Linked DNA regions of Mus musculus: region 1 is linked to region 2. A link is a contact called in public Hi-C data. All regions are on one chromosome and are shown on one strand. Each heading gives the region's core, a stretch centred on a gene start, on an enhancer-like site or on the middle of the called end of the contact. The rest is flanking DNA. Distances are from core to core; before and after follow the strand shown. Region 1 overlaps Ssbp3 (single-stranded DNA binding protein 3). Region 2 overlaps Ssbp3 (single-stranded DNA binding protein 3).

Evidence for each region. Hi-C and Micro-C count contacts between places; a contact is called where the count stands out from the background.
Region 1: a contact with region 2 is called in a Hi-C map of cerebral cortex, with 1.9 times the contacts expected there. The contact joins two enhancer-like sites. A contact is called at or near these places in 4 of 39 promoter capture datasets (cranial neural crest, frontonasal cranial neural crest, maxillary cranial neural crest and 1 more), 4 of 484 Hi-C or Micro-C datasets (cerebral cortex, embryonic stem cells, olfactory sensory neurons and 1 more), 3 of 115 datasets of contacts at active chromatin or transcription factors (embryonic basal ganglia, embryonic stem cells and neural tube) and 4 of 9 other capture datasets (adipose tissue, embryonic tail, liver and 1 more).

What each region holds. Positions count from the first base shown.
Region 1 is chr4:107,035,066-107,042,567 of GRCm38.p6, reverse strand. It overlaps Ssbp3 (single-stranded DNA binding protein 3), which reads right to left. Exons shown (of 18, transcript NM_023672.2): 10 at 5,568-5,632; 11 at 4,918-4,966; 12 at 4,311-4,346; 13 at 3,788-3,842; 14 at 2,535-2,605. Among named protein-coding and RNA genes, the nearest start is that of Gm12786, 12 kb to the right of the region's middle. Within about 2 kb of position 3,042, at least 14 of the 459 cell types and tissues checked have an H3K27ac peak or open chromatin away from gene starts, as enhancers often do. A contact at or near this core is called in cerebral cortex, where this site is marked.
Region 2 is chr4:106,933,345-106,940,360 of GRCm38.p6, reverse strand. All of the region lies in intron 4 of Ssbp3 (single-stranded DNA binding protein 3), which reads right to left. Among named protein-coding and RNA genes, the nearest start is that of Ssbp3, 25 kb to the right of the region's middle. Within about 2 kb of position 4,495, at least 122 of the 459 cell types and tissues checked have an H3K27ac peak or open chromatin away from gene starts, as enhancers often do. A contact at or near this core is called in cerebral cortex, where this site is marked.

The DNA.
Region 1 (7,502 bases), core at 1,793-4,292, 100 kb before region 2:
TTTCTAAAGCTGAGTCATTCTCTTTGTGGTATAAGGTTTAGCACAAGCGGCTAGCTGAGCCGCACTCCTTCCTTTTGATTCTAACTCCTTTTCCTTCGATTTCCTCAACAGATTTCCAGATTAGATATGGATGTCCTCTTGTCTCACACTTTCGATTTTCTTGTGTTTTGAGACATGGTGCTCACTATATAGCCTTGGCTACTATGTTTTTTCCTTGGGCTTTCCTGGAGCTCATTCTGTAGAAGTACTGAGTAGTAGGACTAAAGGCATTGCTACCACCCTCCTGACCAAGCTACTGAAATTTTAGAGACAACATCTGCCACCTTTCCTGTGGTTGCCAGCAGTGACTGCCATCTTATTTCATGCATTGGTGGTGTTGCTGCATGAGTGTCAGATCCTCTGGAACTGGAGTTACAGACAGTTGTGAGCTGCCATGAGGATAACGGGAACTCAACTTGAGTCCTCTGGAAGAGCAGCCAGTGCTCTTACCTACTGAGCGATCTCTTCAACCCCCAAATGACTGTCACCTTACAGGTATAGTAAAAACTTGCTCCGTGATGGCTGTTGTCACAGACACCCTTGGTGGAAGTTGTGGCACAGGGAATGAGGCTTTTCTTCGCCTGGTGAGAGCTCTCAGATCAAGTTGCCAAGCACGAGATTAAAACTGTCGAACATGCAGATCAATGAGCAAACTGGAGCTTGGCTTTGATTAGAGAACAGTTCTGCTTTCTGCAAGTTCATTAAAAGCCTTTAGGAAATCAAGATAACATAGAATTCCAGTTCTTAAATCAAAATCCCACCAGAAGTTGTTTTTGCTCTGTTTTGTTGGGTGGAGCCAGGGTCTCCTGCATGTGAGGTATGTGCTCTGCCATACGCTGCACCTTCAGTGCACTTCGGCCTTGTTTTACAGTGATGTGAGCCGTCACTGGTATACCACAAAGGCACAGCTGTGCCCAAAGGCTGGGACATCTGTTATCAAAGCCCCTCCCCTCTGGTCCACACACAGGACCTGTACTGTGACCACTGGATCTAGAACTTTAGACCCAGAGCAATCAGGGACTGGGGTTGATGGCAGTGCTCACTCTAGTCTGCGCTCACACTGGCTTGAGGGGGTCACTGTTTTTGAATGGACACCAGTGTCACTTTGAAGAACAAAAAGAGCCTTTGGTTCAAAGGACGTGCCAGTCCCCACACAGTGGAGAGAGAGAGAGTGTGAGCTTCCCTACCCTCTCTGCTCACTGGAGCACCTGTCTAGAGATGGTGTAATATTCTCGACTGTCCTCGACCTGCGTGTCATTTAGCTTACTCTGGTGCTGTCTGGGTCACATGGCATTGTCATGGTTTGTAGTTTCATGACCTTAACTCTGAAACACACGGTCACGGCATCCATAAGTTAAATGTACATTCAGTAGCATCTTGATGCGAACTCGAGTGTAAATTGTGGCAGCAGGTAGACATCCTGAGGCTACAGCCCTTAGGATGACACAGCCTGAGTGATGCCTAATAGCATCCATGGCCGTGAAAAATGCAAGAGTGATTGTAGGTGGCAAATGACCTAAACCACTAAACCATGTCCATCCGGCATCAGTGCCTCTACTAGCCCAGGGGGCCTCTGGATGGGTTTAGTATTCTCAACCTTCTATCCCCACTGCTACAAAACAGGACTTCTGTCCTGAGGTATCTCAGAATACAGAGTATCTGAATGAAAGAGACCCCTAGTGAGGTGAAACACAGCAAGTGGCTGGATGGGAGGGCGGTACCACAGAGAGTTCCCCATACTCATGCAACACAGGGCCCTGGCAAAGGAGGCAGGCCATAGAACGTGACCTTCGCAGGCTGCTGGGAGACGTATGTGGCAGGGACGCAGTGCTAGAGGTGCAGCACAAGAACAGCGTGTGTGCTTGTGTGCACAAGGTCTGCACTCATCCTCATCACCACACGTCTGCCGTCGTCAGCATGGCAGTCCTCATGTAGGATGTGATACCTGGTGTGACTTTTGTCTTTGCCCAGAAACTGGGCTCACAAAGCCAGGGGCTATCTCCTCTCCACAGCTACAGAAGCGAGGCAGACTCTGTACAGGGAAGTTTGGCAAGGGCACTCCAGAGGGGAAGACTGTAAGGAGTCGAGGTAAAGGAGCTGCCATACTGGTATCCACATGGGTCAAGTAGGTGCCCAAAGGAACCTCAGGTTTCCCCCTTAGCATTAATGCCTGGGGAACAGGAAGGATCGGTGGGAGGGACTAACTACCCAAGGTGGCACGGCCAGTCAGAAGAATGGGGAGAAGCCCCCTGAAGCCTGGTGCTTTCCCTTGTCTCACACCTGACCAGAGGGGGAGCCCCGCCCCTCCCACCTCCCACCATCAATAAGATGGGGACTGACTTGCCCAAGAGTTAATCGCGCTTCTGATGGTTTATTTTATTCATCTTTGGTAACAAATGGCTAAAATCAATTACTCATGCTTTCCCCTCAGCTGATGAAGTTAATTATGATTTGTTATGGTATCTGGTATGTAAATGAGCAGAAAGCAGACTCACGTTAGACCGGCTGCCTCCAGGCGGCACAGGATTAATCATTGTGTAGATGTTGTCACTGGAATTTGTTGAATCTGTAGAAATAGTGGGAACCACAGAGTTCAGGTGATTAATTCATTTCTTAATTAAAACAAACTCTCGGCACTTGAACTCATTCTTTTGTATTTTATCACCTAAAATTTCTTCTAAGTATCACCATCTTCTGGCTAATTTGTATTTAATGAAGATTCACAAAGTTTTTAATCACAGAAAATTCAACTGAGAAAACCATTCGACCACAAACCTGAGAATGTCAGGGTATCTGGGCAGGCACAGCACAGGGACACAAATCCGTCCCCTAAGCTTAGCAAGGACACAAAGACATAACCTGTGTTTTCTCTCAGACCCACCCAGGGAAGGAAAAATGCAGCAAGTTACCCAGAACCACTCAGCTAGGCCGAGGGGCTGGGGCTGGGGCCGCATTAACATAAGGAGTGGGTTAGCATGACCCAGTCTGAATGTAGGTCATGCTGCTCATCAATGCTGCAGAGCGGGAGCCGGAGCGGGAGCCGGTTGTGGCTGCAGCCAGCTCCCCCCTGCAGCTGAGCAGATTCCCTTTATGGGGAGTTGGAAGAGGAGGCTCTAGCCACTCCCCACCTAGCCAAGGAAAGTCTCCTTAGGAAACCAGCTAATGCTGCTCCATCAGGAGCAGAAATTCTCCCTCTATTTTGGGCTGGGTAGGGGACGTACGCTGCACTTCTTCCAGCTGGCTGCAATGCTATTCTTAGCCAGGAGACAGATAATTGTGACTCTATGTATGTGTGCATATATGCACCTGCCCTCCTGTGCATGCATGCCTTCTCCAGATAAAGAAACAGGGAAACACAATCTCTTACACAGAGGACCACAAGCCTAGAACCCATAACCTCAGGGGGAGTGTGTATGTGCTTTTAGAGTCCTGGTCTCCAGTTGTCAGGGACCCAGAGACCCTTCTAAAGTCATCTAGGACAATGAGATCTTGTTGTTTCAGACCTTGGCTCAATTTTATTCTTTCAAAGCAGTATATAGGAATATAAGGGTCATGTGGCTAAAGCCACACAGTGGGTTGTTGATAGTGAAGGCTCATGGCCCTTACATCTCCAGGCATCAGTGCCTGGCAGAGCATGCACTCAAGGCTCAGAAGTGGTGCCTGAAAGGCCAGGGTCTGCAATAGAGCCCTCAGACACATAGCACCCCACTCCCACCAGACATTTATTTCCCCCCTCAAGCCCTCTTACCTGCAGGACTAGGCATGATGGGGGTTCCTGGAGGGCCACCACCACCAGGGGGTCCCTGAGATGAGATAAAAGGTGTCAGTAACTAACCTGTGGTGTTAAGAAGCTTGGGGAGACCGCTATGCTAGCTGCCAGTGCCCAGAGCAGCCTGGTACCTGGTACTGCCTCTCCTGCACTCAGAACTGGAGCCTACAAGCCAGAAGGGAGCTAGATTTATGCTCGTCCTCTCAAGCCAAGGCACAAGTGGTGGGTGTGTGCACACATCTGCTCACATGCACACCAACCAGTGAAAGCCAGAGCCAGTAAACGGGGCCCACAGCCTGCTGGGTAGCAGTCACTGAAAAAGAGCCCTTCTGGCTCAGCTCTGGAGAACTGAAGGCTAGCCCAGGCCTGTACAAACACCTAAACGCTGAGAACAATTTGGCTCCTGGGCTCAGATGTGTTCTCATGAGGAACATACTAGACCTGAGTGGCTCTCCTCAGCGGTCACATGCACTAGAGAGTCAGAATCCTGAGCTGCACTTACCACATAGGTTCCGGGTGATGATGAGGAGTACGGGATCTGGAAAGAAGATTCGGGAGCCATGGATTGGAGCTGCCTTCCCTGACAGACAAGCATCATGCCCCATCACTTCCAAACCCACTTTGGGGCACAGTCATTCTTATTTATGGTAGGCTTGGGGACCCAGTGAATTAGTAACCTGGTCAGTTTCCAGAAGAAGGGGCCTGAGACACATGCAATGGTCCTGGGGATTGGTCTCCCTTCTCCCAGTCTTTGGTGGAGCCTGAGAGTAGGGTCCCAGGAGACCTCCCAATTGGGAGGGTGGAAGACAGCAACACCCACACCCCTTCTTCTGTCTGCACCAAGCCTGTCAGTCATTTCCCTCAATGCTAGAAACCAGAACCATGACGCACGTGGAGCCCTAGCTCTTAGCCAGCCGATAGCTCAGGGCAGGACCACGTGTGAGGACCCCAGCACACTGCCGAGGGCTCCACCTACACGGGCCTTCTTAGCAGCATCAGGTAGATCCTGCTGTAGTTCTCCCGCCTGATACCTCTTCCTGGCAACAGGGTTACCTAATGTCCAGAACCTCTTCCCTGGGGAAAGGCACCCTCCAGACCTGTATACTCACTGAGTTAGCACTGTTGGGATTGGGCCAGGGTCTGCCAGCTCCTGGGCCCCTAAGAGAAGGAGAGATGGTGACAATCAAAGTGGGGCTACACTCTATGGCGTGGAGCCAGTGGGAGCAGGAGCAGGCTGCCATCAGTACAGGAAGTCCTAGATGCCATCTGACTCTGGGGTAGCAATGGGTAGTTCCACGGAAGGAGACTTAGGAACTCCTTCAAATTATATGAAAAAATTTGTAAAATATGTATTTACAAAATTATATATATATATATAAGTATTTCTGCTGTTTTTTTTCCTAGGAAGATAGACCACTGATTCTTATAAGCACTAAATATCAGGGCTTATTTGCATAAGGATTAAATCTTGAATCAGCCATTGAAGCTGTGCAAGCCTAAGGAAGTCACTCTACCTCTCTGGCCTCAGTGACCTCATCACAGGCAGGGAGTAACCACACCTTGTAGGAGTAGCCTGGTGACCACAAGGTGGCTAACTGTGCCAAGCACACAATCCAGTGTAAGACACAGCTCTCACCCTAAGGGTGAGGAAACAGAGGTCCAGAGGGGCACCAGTGAGGGGTAAGATTGTCTTCTGGGGTCCAACAGTGGGTGGGGAGGCCATGGGCTCTGAGGCACCGGCCGGGGCTATTTGCCTTACATGTTAATCCCAGGCATGGCGGGGCCGAGGGAGTTGGGTGGTGGTCTCATGCCGCTGCCGTAATTCTGCAACGATAACCAAGGGTCAGTCTATGAGGGGGAGAAGGGGAACCGGGAGGGAGACAAACACAGAATATAAGTGAGAGGGTTAGTCTGTGACGACAGCCTGATGAGAAAAAAATCACACGTACTTTCAGAACAGACAGGACCACAATGACAAGCCAGCACAGAGGGACAGTCACAACAGTCAATGCGTTGGCGGGGGCTTCACGATGATTCTCCCTAAACCCTGTCTGATCAGCAAGCTGCCATCATTCCCGTCCCACAGGCCTCAGCAGTTAGGCAGACTGACTCTGCTACCAAGCCCAATGCTGACTGGTGATCAGAGTCACATCAGACTGAGGGAGAAGGCAACAGAGGGAACCACCCACCTTGCCTCTGGCTGAGAATGCTCAATAGCCTCCCCTATAGTCACAGGGCCATTCCTCCCCCACTGCTGTACTCTGAGGGTAAATATGGCAGGACAGTGTCTCTGTGGCTACACCCCCAACTCTACAACCCAGGGTGCTCAGTGACTGGCAGAGGAGAACAAAGCGCGACAACTGTTTGGGCACTGGCCCTGTGGGCATCTGAGAGCAGCAGGTTGGTGAGAGGCTCCAATGTGAGACACATCTTGCTGGGCACACAGTGACCTTAGACTTCGCCTGCTCTGTCCCTGTAACAACCTTCTGAAGCTGGTCCCACTTTACAAAAGGCGGGACTGCAGGTCTGAGAGGGAGCAGTTGGCCAGATCAGCTAACGGGTGGGAGACCAGAGTCTCACTCACACACGCTGGATCTTTCCCAAACCTCTGGCAGGAAGAAGGTGAAAACCAGGGGCAGTGTTGGGTCAGACCAGCACAGAGGTAACACTGGGCTAAAACAGGTGATGTCACAAAGAACTGTCTCCTCAACCTCACCACTGAGGGAGCCCTCTTCTGCTAGGCCACTCATGGAGGCCTCGTGTCTACAAGACTACCTGGACAGAATATAGGCAATGACATCAGCTGGCTGGCAAGGAGTGAGGCCTACAGGGAGGACTAGGACTGGCTACAGCCAGCTCACACAGCGCCTCACTCCCTGGGCCTGTTCTGATTAGACAACCTGGATGGTAAACAGAGGTCACAAGACAGCTCACCTCAGCTTGGCCACTTGGTGTTGACTCCGGCTACACAAACGACAATTCTTACTATGGAGGATAAAGCTGTGTCACATGTTTTATGTGTACACAGATGTTTAATAGTCATAGCAACTCCCTTAGAGATTACAAAATGAGGCACAGAAGGAAAGGAATAGTTAGGTGCTAACCTGGGACAAGGCCCTGTTGCCAGGTTGTGCCTGCAGGTTCACAACCCTGTTTAGTCTATAACACAGGGACACAGAGCCTATTTGCCTTCGGCCTTAGAGAGACCCATGCTGATTGCAAAGTGTTGGTTCTGAGGTGGGTTTACAGTTACTTGATGACAGCAGCAGACCCAGAATGCTTCTACTTGATTCTGCCCCTCACAGTAAGCCAGTTCATTATGGCCCATGAGAACTGGTGTATGAGAAAGATCTAAATGCCCTTCTCACTGGAGGAGGCAAGTGTCATACTCCAGGGCTAAAGGAGTCAGGATGCTGCTACCACACAAAGTGTTGGTCAAAAGAAGGCCAGATTTGCAGCATGCTGCCTGAAGGGAGACACAGACAGGATTCCAACCCTATCCTGCTTGCTAACAAGGGGGTATCCTGCATAGAGCCATAGTAAGTCTCCCTCCTATAGATGTAAAGTCAGAAGGGCTACTCCACACACCTCCCACTTCACAGAAGACAACTTGGAGGCCCAGAAAAGCCAGATATGTGCCCACAGCCACTTAGTTAAGCAAGACAGGAATGGGAGCTTAGCTGAAACCAGGTTT
Region 2 (7,016 bases), core at 3,246-5,745:
GAGGGAGGGAGGGAGGGAGGGAGGGAAGGAAGGAAGGAAGGAAGGAAGGAAGGAAGGAAGGAAGGAAGGAAGGAAGGAAGCCAGCCAGCCAGCCAGCCAGCCAGCCATCCGTCCGTCCTGGGGAAAGGTAGCTGTCTCTGCTAGTCTGCCTGCCTGTGCCCAGGCCAGACAGACTCAAGAAGTACTCACAGCAATGCCCAAAACAGCCCAGAAGAAGAAGAGAACCCTTTGGGGGAGCTGTCTCCTGCCTGGAGTGCAGCACACACAGCTACCCAGAAGACATACGGCAGGCCAACTGGTCGGCGCTATTTAAGATCTGTTCTTGCCCATGCCAGTCCACTGGCCCCCTCTGCCACACTCTCATTCTGAGATGAACTCATACTGCCTTGGTCACTTCACTTCCAGCAGCTACCCGTGGCTAGAAGCTTTGAAGGAAGTGTTAAGCTGGAGACAAGCTCCAGAAAATCATCTCAGGAGTGAGCATCTGCCAGTCTCTCTCCCGGAGCCTCCAGTTTCCAGACAGAAGAGACGGTTGCACACAAAACTGTACCAGCTCTGCAAGAAAAGCTCTGGCCTCTGCACTCTAGTACAACAGGCAGTACCAGTGGCAAAGAGCCAAGCAGCATGCAGGGGACTGCAGGGAGGCAAAGCAAGGCCAAGAGGGAAGGGAAGGAGGGGGAGGGGGGAAACAGAGGGAGGGAAGGAGGGAGAGAGGGGGAGGGGGGAGTCAGAGGGAGGGAAGGAGGGTGAGAGGGAGGGAAGCAGGCAGAGTGGTAGACAGAAGACAGTAGGAAGGAGGGGCAGAAAGGGGACAGGGAATGAAAGAACCCTCCTGCCAACCAAGCTCCACCCCCAATAATGCAAATAGACCCTCCTCCCACCTGCTCTCCTGGACCCTCTACATCCCTCCTCTCCCCACCCCCACCCAGACACAGCAGCCCTGCAAAAAGAAATCTGCCCTGCACCGCAGCCCCTTCCTCAGCTCCTGATCCTGGTTTCCCTCGCCCACTCTAGGACCCCCACACTGGTCAGCAGTAGAGAAGACTAGGAGATCACGATGAGCAGACAGCAATGGGAAGGCAAGGCAGTGGACTGTGAGCTCCAGCACCCAGAACCACCTCAGCTCACAGTCTGGCGCCTCAGTAGCTGAGGGCCACATGATAGGTATCTGCTCAGCCTGGGATTCCTGCAAACCACATGGAAGTCTCAGCCAGGTAAAAACACTGGGCTCTGCTAGTCTCCTGAGATACACTTTTAACCCTTTCACTTTCGGGTTATGTCAAACATCTAAATTGGGAATCCTAGCTCCCTCACTACGGGCATATCAAAGGTGGGTATTCAAAGCAGCACTTATTTAAAAGGGCAATGCAAATTGTCCCACAAACCTAGGCACTGACACACACCTCAACCATAGTCTACCACAACCAAGGACTGGAGTGTGAGAACCTGTCACCCTGCAGCCAACACTTGATGACCATGACAACCTAGCAATGTATGTGCTAGCTCTGAAATAAAACTGTCAAAAGACAAAGCCTCAATGTTGCCTGAGTCCTTTCCACAGATTAGTAAATCTTCTCTTGTCTCCTGGGTGCAGGTCCCCAAACCAAGGGCATTTTAAAAAGTACTCTGGGAGGGATGGCCAGCAGAGAGGTCACAGGCAAGCAATCAATAAATGGCCCGAGGCCAAGGGCCTCACCTCAACCCATTACTGATACTTGCCTACTGAGAGCACAGGCCTTTCTCTGGGAAAACCCAAACAGGACCCACTATCGTCCTCCTGGCTTTCCCCTGGCGTGACAAGCCCACACCGTAATTCTGCACACCAGAAGGGCAGCGGTGCTGCCAAGCCCGGTCTGCAAGGGTACATGCAGGGGGCACTTTTAAGGATGCAGAGCACCATGCTGAATTCTTCATACCTAGCCCCGAGGCCCTGCTCAGCCCTGCCTGCCGCTTGCTTCTAATGGCTGAAGACGTCAATGCTCAGAGAATTATCAAGGTCACTCAGAAAGCAAGGAGCCGCCACTCATTGCTGCCCATTCCCCAACATCAGAACAAGGGATAAGGGACGGAGGTAGCAGTCATGGACACCTGTTACAAAGCCAGCTTTCCTGTTAGTAACGGGCCTCTACGGCTGCAGACAATTTCTAGAGACTAAATCACACGTAAAAGTGAAAAGAAAGCCCCAACAAGCCAGGCAGGGCGCTGATGGTGAAGAAGAGTGGCTTCTGACAGTGTGTGTAGGAACTGATAGAACACATGAGGGTGGATTACAGTGTCTCTAAACATGTGTATCACCCCCTCTTGTTTATTACCTGAAAATGTACAACTGAATTCATAGATTAAGCATGGTAAGCAGACGACAGGGAAGCTAAACTAACTGGCATGGTTGTGCCTGTCTGGCCGCTGCACAGCCCTGCTCTACCCCTGTGGTCCTTCGCAGGCCCAGGCTGTCAGGGCAACACTGGGCCAGGTCATGGGACACCCAGAAGCTAAGGTCCCTCCATCTTTAGAAATGAGGCACCGGAGCCAAGGCCAACTCCCCTATGTTTTCAGCAACTTCACTCTGATACATTTTCCCAAACCTCTGTTTTCCTCCTTGAAGGTTTTTACTTCTGTGGGTGTGATTGGCCCTTGCTTATGACTAAGGCACTATCTTGGGGCGATGTGGTCCAAGTGCCCATGCATACCAGCATCAGCATGCTGGAGCCCTGGGTTCCACTGCCTACAGTATACAAACTGGCATTGGGGGTGGGGGTGGGGGCTGTAATCCCAGCACTTGGGAGGTAGAGGCAGGAGGATCAGAAGTTCAAGTCCTTCTCTATTGCATAGTGAGTTTCAAGCTAGCCCTTGAAAGCCTGTCTTAAATTTTTAAAAATAGGGGCTGGAAAGATATCTCAGCAATTGGGAGCACTGACTGCTCTTCCAAAGAACCCAAGTTCAAATCCCAGCACTCACATGGCAGCTCACAACTATCTGTAACTACAAGATCTGACACCCTCACACATACATGCAGGCAAAATACCACGAACATAAAGGTTAAAAAAAAAAAACCCTTCATGTGACAGATGTAAGCTAGACTCTTTTACAAGAGTTCAGCATGTCCATACTCTGTGGTGTTTCACAAAGGCCTCAGGACCGGAAAGGCCCCAGAACCCCTCTAAAGACCAAGCCACGCTGTAAGCAAGGAAGGGTTGGGAAGCCAGCTCCAGGAGTGGGGCTGGCACAACCCCCAACCATGCTGCTCCCTCTGAAGGAGCTGCACTGGTCAGAGCCGACCTTTACCACCTTCTGGAGGCTTAGGGAGAAAACTGGGCTCACTTCAAGCCCATCGTGCTGAAAGCGGCCTCGCTGCTTCTCTGGAGTCAGGCCTCAGCTAAGTTTCACTCGTGAGTGGCCTGCTGGGCACAAAGGGAGGAACCGCTGGGGGAGGGGAGACAGGCCACAGAGCTGGAAGGCTGGGACAAAGGGGACAAGAGACAAAGGGACAGGAAAGGAGCCTGCTTTCTCTCCTGAGGAAGGAACTCCTCACACACTCGTCCCTCAGCCTAGCACTTCACTAGCACATCCCTGGACAAGAAAACACCCCACACATGGTCAGAGGTGGCTCCATGCGTCCCACTGGCCCTCCCAGTCTAGGCCAGAAACTATCTCTTAGACCTTTTTTGCTTGATCAGACAGCTGTCTTTGATAGCTGCCTCTCTAGGCCCAATCTGCCACCCAGAAGAGAGACAAAGAATTATTTATTTGAAAGGAAACCCCTCAGAGTCAGTCAGTGACAGACCTGTTAGTTGCTGCACAGAGAGAGGTCCTGAAGGGGGGGGGGGGGGGGCGGCCACATGATACACCCCCCCACCTCAGACACTCTCTGAACTCTAACCTGCCCACTGTTTTGTCTTTCTGCCCTGAAACCTGCTGCCTGCTTCAGCACAAGGCTGTGATAAAGATACAACAGTTCCCAATGGGCCTTTGCCACAAAATCTGAGTGTGGGTGAGCACAGCCAGTCTGGCTAGATCTAGGGCAAAAGACCTCCATGGATGTCTTCGTGGTAGCTCTCAAGTTTTTGGTCTTGGTTCTGGTTTGGTTTTTACTTAATAAAGGCAAGACATCACATCCTGCATTAACAAAAATCTGGCATCAGCACCCAAGACAATGCGGAAAGGGAGACAGGCTGTCCTCACAAGCAAGAGAAATAGAAGCCCAGAGACCCCTACAGAAGGCCACACCCCCTCCTGTTTTCCACCCACCTATGTAAAAACCCTGCCTCATTCACCCCAATACCTGAGCCCCTCCGCTGTGTCACACACAGCACAGCTCAGATACTGACTGGGCCAGCGACCCTCCCAAGCTGTGTTAACACAAGAGACTTAGTGAGTGCCACACACTAGCTCTCCTCACAGGAGGAATAAGAAAGCAGCACTCTTGGTGCCACAGAGGGGACAGTGGAAGCTCGAAGGGGAGGGGCTCACTAGCACAAAGAGCCTGAAAACCCAGGAGGGGATTCTCTGGTCAGAGGAGGGTTGCCTCTACCCTCCTCCACTCCCACAGGGTCCACTTCAGATCAGAAGAGCCCCTCCCCTCGAGCAGCAGGCAGGTTGGTTTCAGAAGGGAAGGATGATGTCTGTGGTGCTGACAGAGCCACACCTAGATTGTTCCTCCCCTCCACAGGACTCCTCTTCACCCCAGCCTGCAATGCTTGAGTCTTGATGCCACCTGGACAGGGTCCACCAGACACTGAGGCTCAGGCCACAGTGGGCCCTGGATCCCAACCAGCCTCTCTCCAAGGCATGCGGTGACAGCTTCTGTCCGCACGAGAAGAGTGCCACGAAGACACATGCTCTGCATTGAAAACACTTTCAAAGAACATTCAGAAGGGGAAGGAGCCATCTGTGCATCTCAAGTGTTCAGGGCAGCACTGGATGGCCCACCAGCTTCCTGGGGAGCGGTGGCCCAGTGCCACCCACCTGCCCACCTCACTCACGGGGAGGGATATTCCAGGACAGCTTGCTGACTCACAGGAAAGGGGGTGCACCTGTGCCTCAGAGGCGGGCGGCTCCCAGGGCCTGATAACGATGCTCAGCCTGAATGGGGAACTGACAGGGCACAGAAGACTTTGTGTTTTTTAGTAAAACCTAAAAAACGTTTATCTAAAGTGTGAGAGAATGTGATGAGCCCTTTAGGGCCTCCTGCATCCTTTCAACTTAGCCTCTCTGGGATATCAGTTTCCACAAGCCGGTTTTGAGTTTTTTGGTTTTTTGTGGGTTTTGTTGTTTTCATCAGTTCTAGAATAACACAGCACTGCTGTTCTAACCACACCCCACATGGGTCTGAGAGCAGCCCCCACTTTCTCTGGGCTCTCCAACCGCTCATCAGCTCAGCTCAGCTCAGCTCACACCTGGACTGGAACCACAAGGACTCATGGACTGCTCCATTACCAAGGAAGAGGTGAGCACTCAGGAGTCAGAGAGCAACTAGCCCCCCATCACAGTGCTGACCCACAACACAGCTGGGTGTCAGGACAGGCAGAGGGAGAAATGCTCTCCTAGGATGTGCAGCCGTCAGGAAAGCAGGAAGGGATCAATCCTGTGCTTGTCTGGGAGACACGCCCAAATGACCCAGAGGGATGGCACATAAGCCCTGAGCACTGGAAGGAGGGTCTAGAAGCCGCGTGACGGCAAAGAACACAGCAACATCTCTCCAGTGTGTGGTCATACAGGGAGGTGTCAGGTACTTGAAGAATGAAAGACTAGACAAACTAAATACACAAAGGACACAGACATCTGGGATGGCCCGCAGGTGTGACTCTGGATAAAAAATTCTTAACTGAGACGGTTTTAATAAGAAGTGGTTGTTTAAAGAACATTTATTTCAAGGATGAAAAGGCCTGAATGGAAGCTCAGAAATAAGCTTCTTTCTATGACAGGGTGTGGCTAAACCCCCTCCCAGAAAAACAGATAAGATAGTTACAATTAGAAGCACCCAGCTGCATGCGAAGACCCAGGGCCCAGGTTGGGGCCAACCACTCTGGAATCTTCTGGCTTATCCTTGACTAAGCAAACAGGAGTCTTTACAGATAAAGCAAAGGTCAACTGTAGACTCAAAGGCCTGATAAAAATCACCCACAACCCTGACTTACAGAGCCAAATAATACAGTATTTCCACACAGACCTTTGGGGACGTTGGATGATCAGAACCAAAGCACCTTCCGTTATGCCAGGTTAGCTCCCACTAAGGCTCAGGCCAAGGGAGAAGTGTGCTGGATTTCAGACCACACCCTTGTCCCAACCACTCCACAGTCCACCTAAAACAAGCAAAAGCTGGGCAGGGGCTGCCATGCAGCCGGCTCAGGAGATAGCTGGGTCAAGTGAAGAATGAGCCTTTTACTACACAGCTCTGAGGGCACTTCACGCGTAAAGTTCTGTCGATATGTCAAAGGCCTACTTCAGAGAAGAAAGGCAAACACCACGGCGAGGGCTCAGAGGTTGTGACAAACCTGGACTGTCTCTGAAAGCTACAGGACCTCAGGAAGCCTACAAATACAACACAGACTACACATGGCTGCACCTGGAAGGCAGGCAGCCTCAGCAAAAGTGAGTTGGGTATCCACTGTCCGTCAGATCCAGTTTTCAGGGACACTACTAAATCTACCAGCAGTCTCTGTCCCCAGCAACTCAGAGGGGATTTTAATAAGTTCTGTAAATTTAGTGACATCTAAACTGAGACATGTAAAGAAAATCACACTCCTCCAGACAGAGAAATAATGAAAGAAAGCGATCCAAGCTGGACAGCATGTGCAAAGGTTGTAAGGTGAGGGGCTGGCCTGCCTTATGCTTACCTACAGCCTGGCATACCTACAGCCTGGCAGTTCTAAGTCTCCAGAGTTCAAGTCCATCCAGCCAACAACACAAACAAACATCTCTGCTCCTCAATTTTATTTTTCCAACAGGTAAATGCACTGCCCCTCAGCCTGCTGTCTCCCTTTGTTTCCACGGTATCTTCCAGAGCGAGTGCTGCTTCC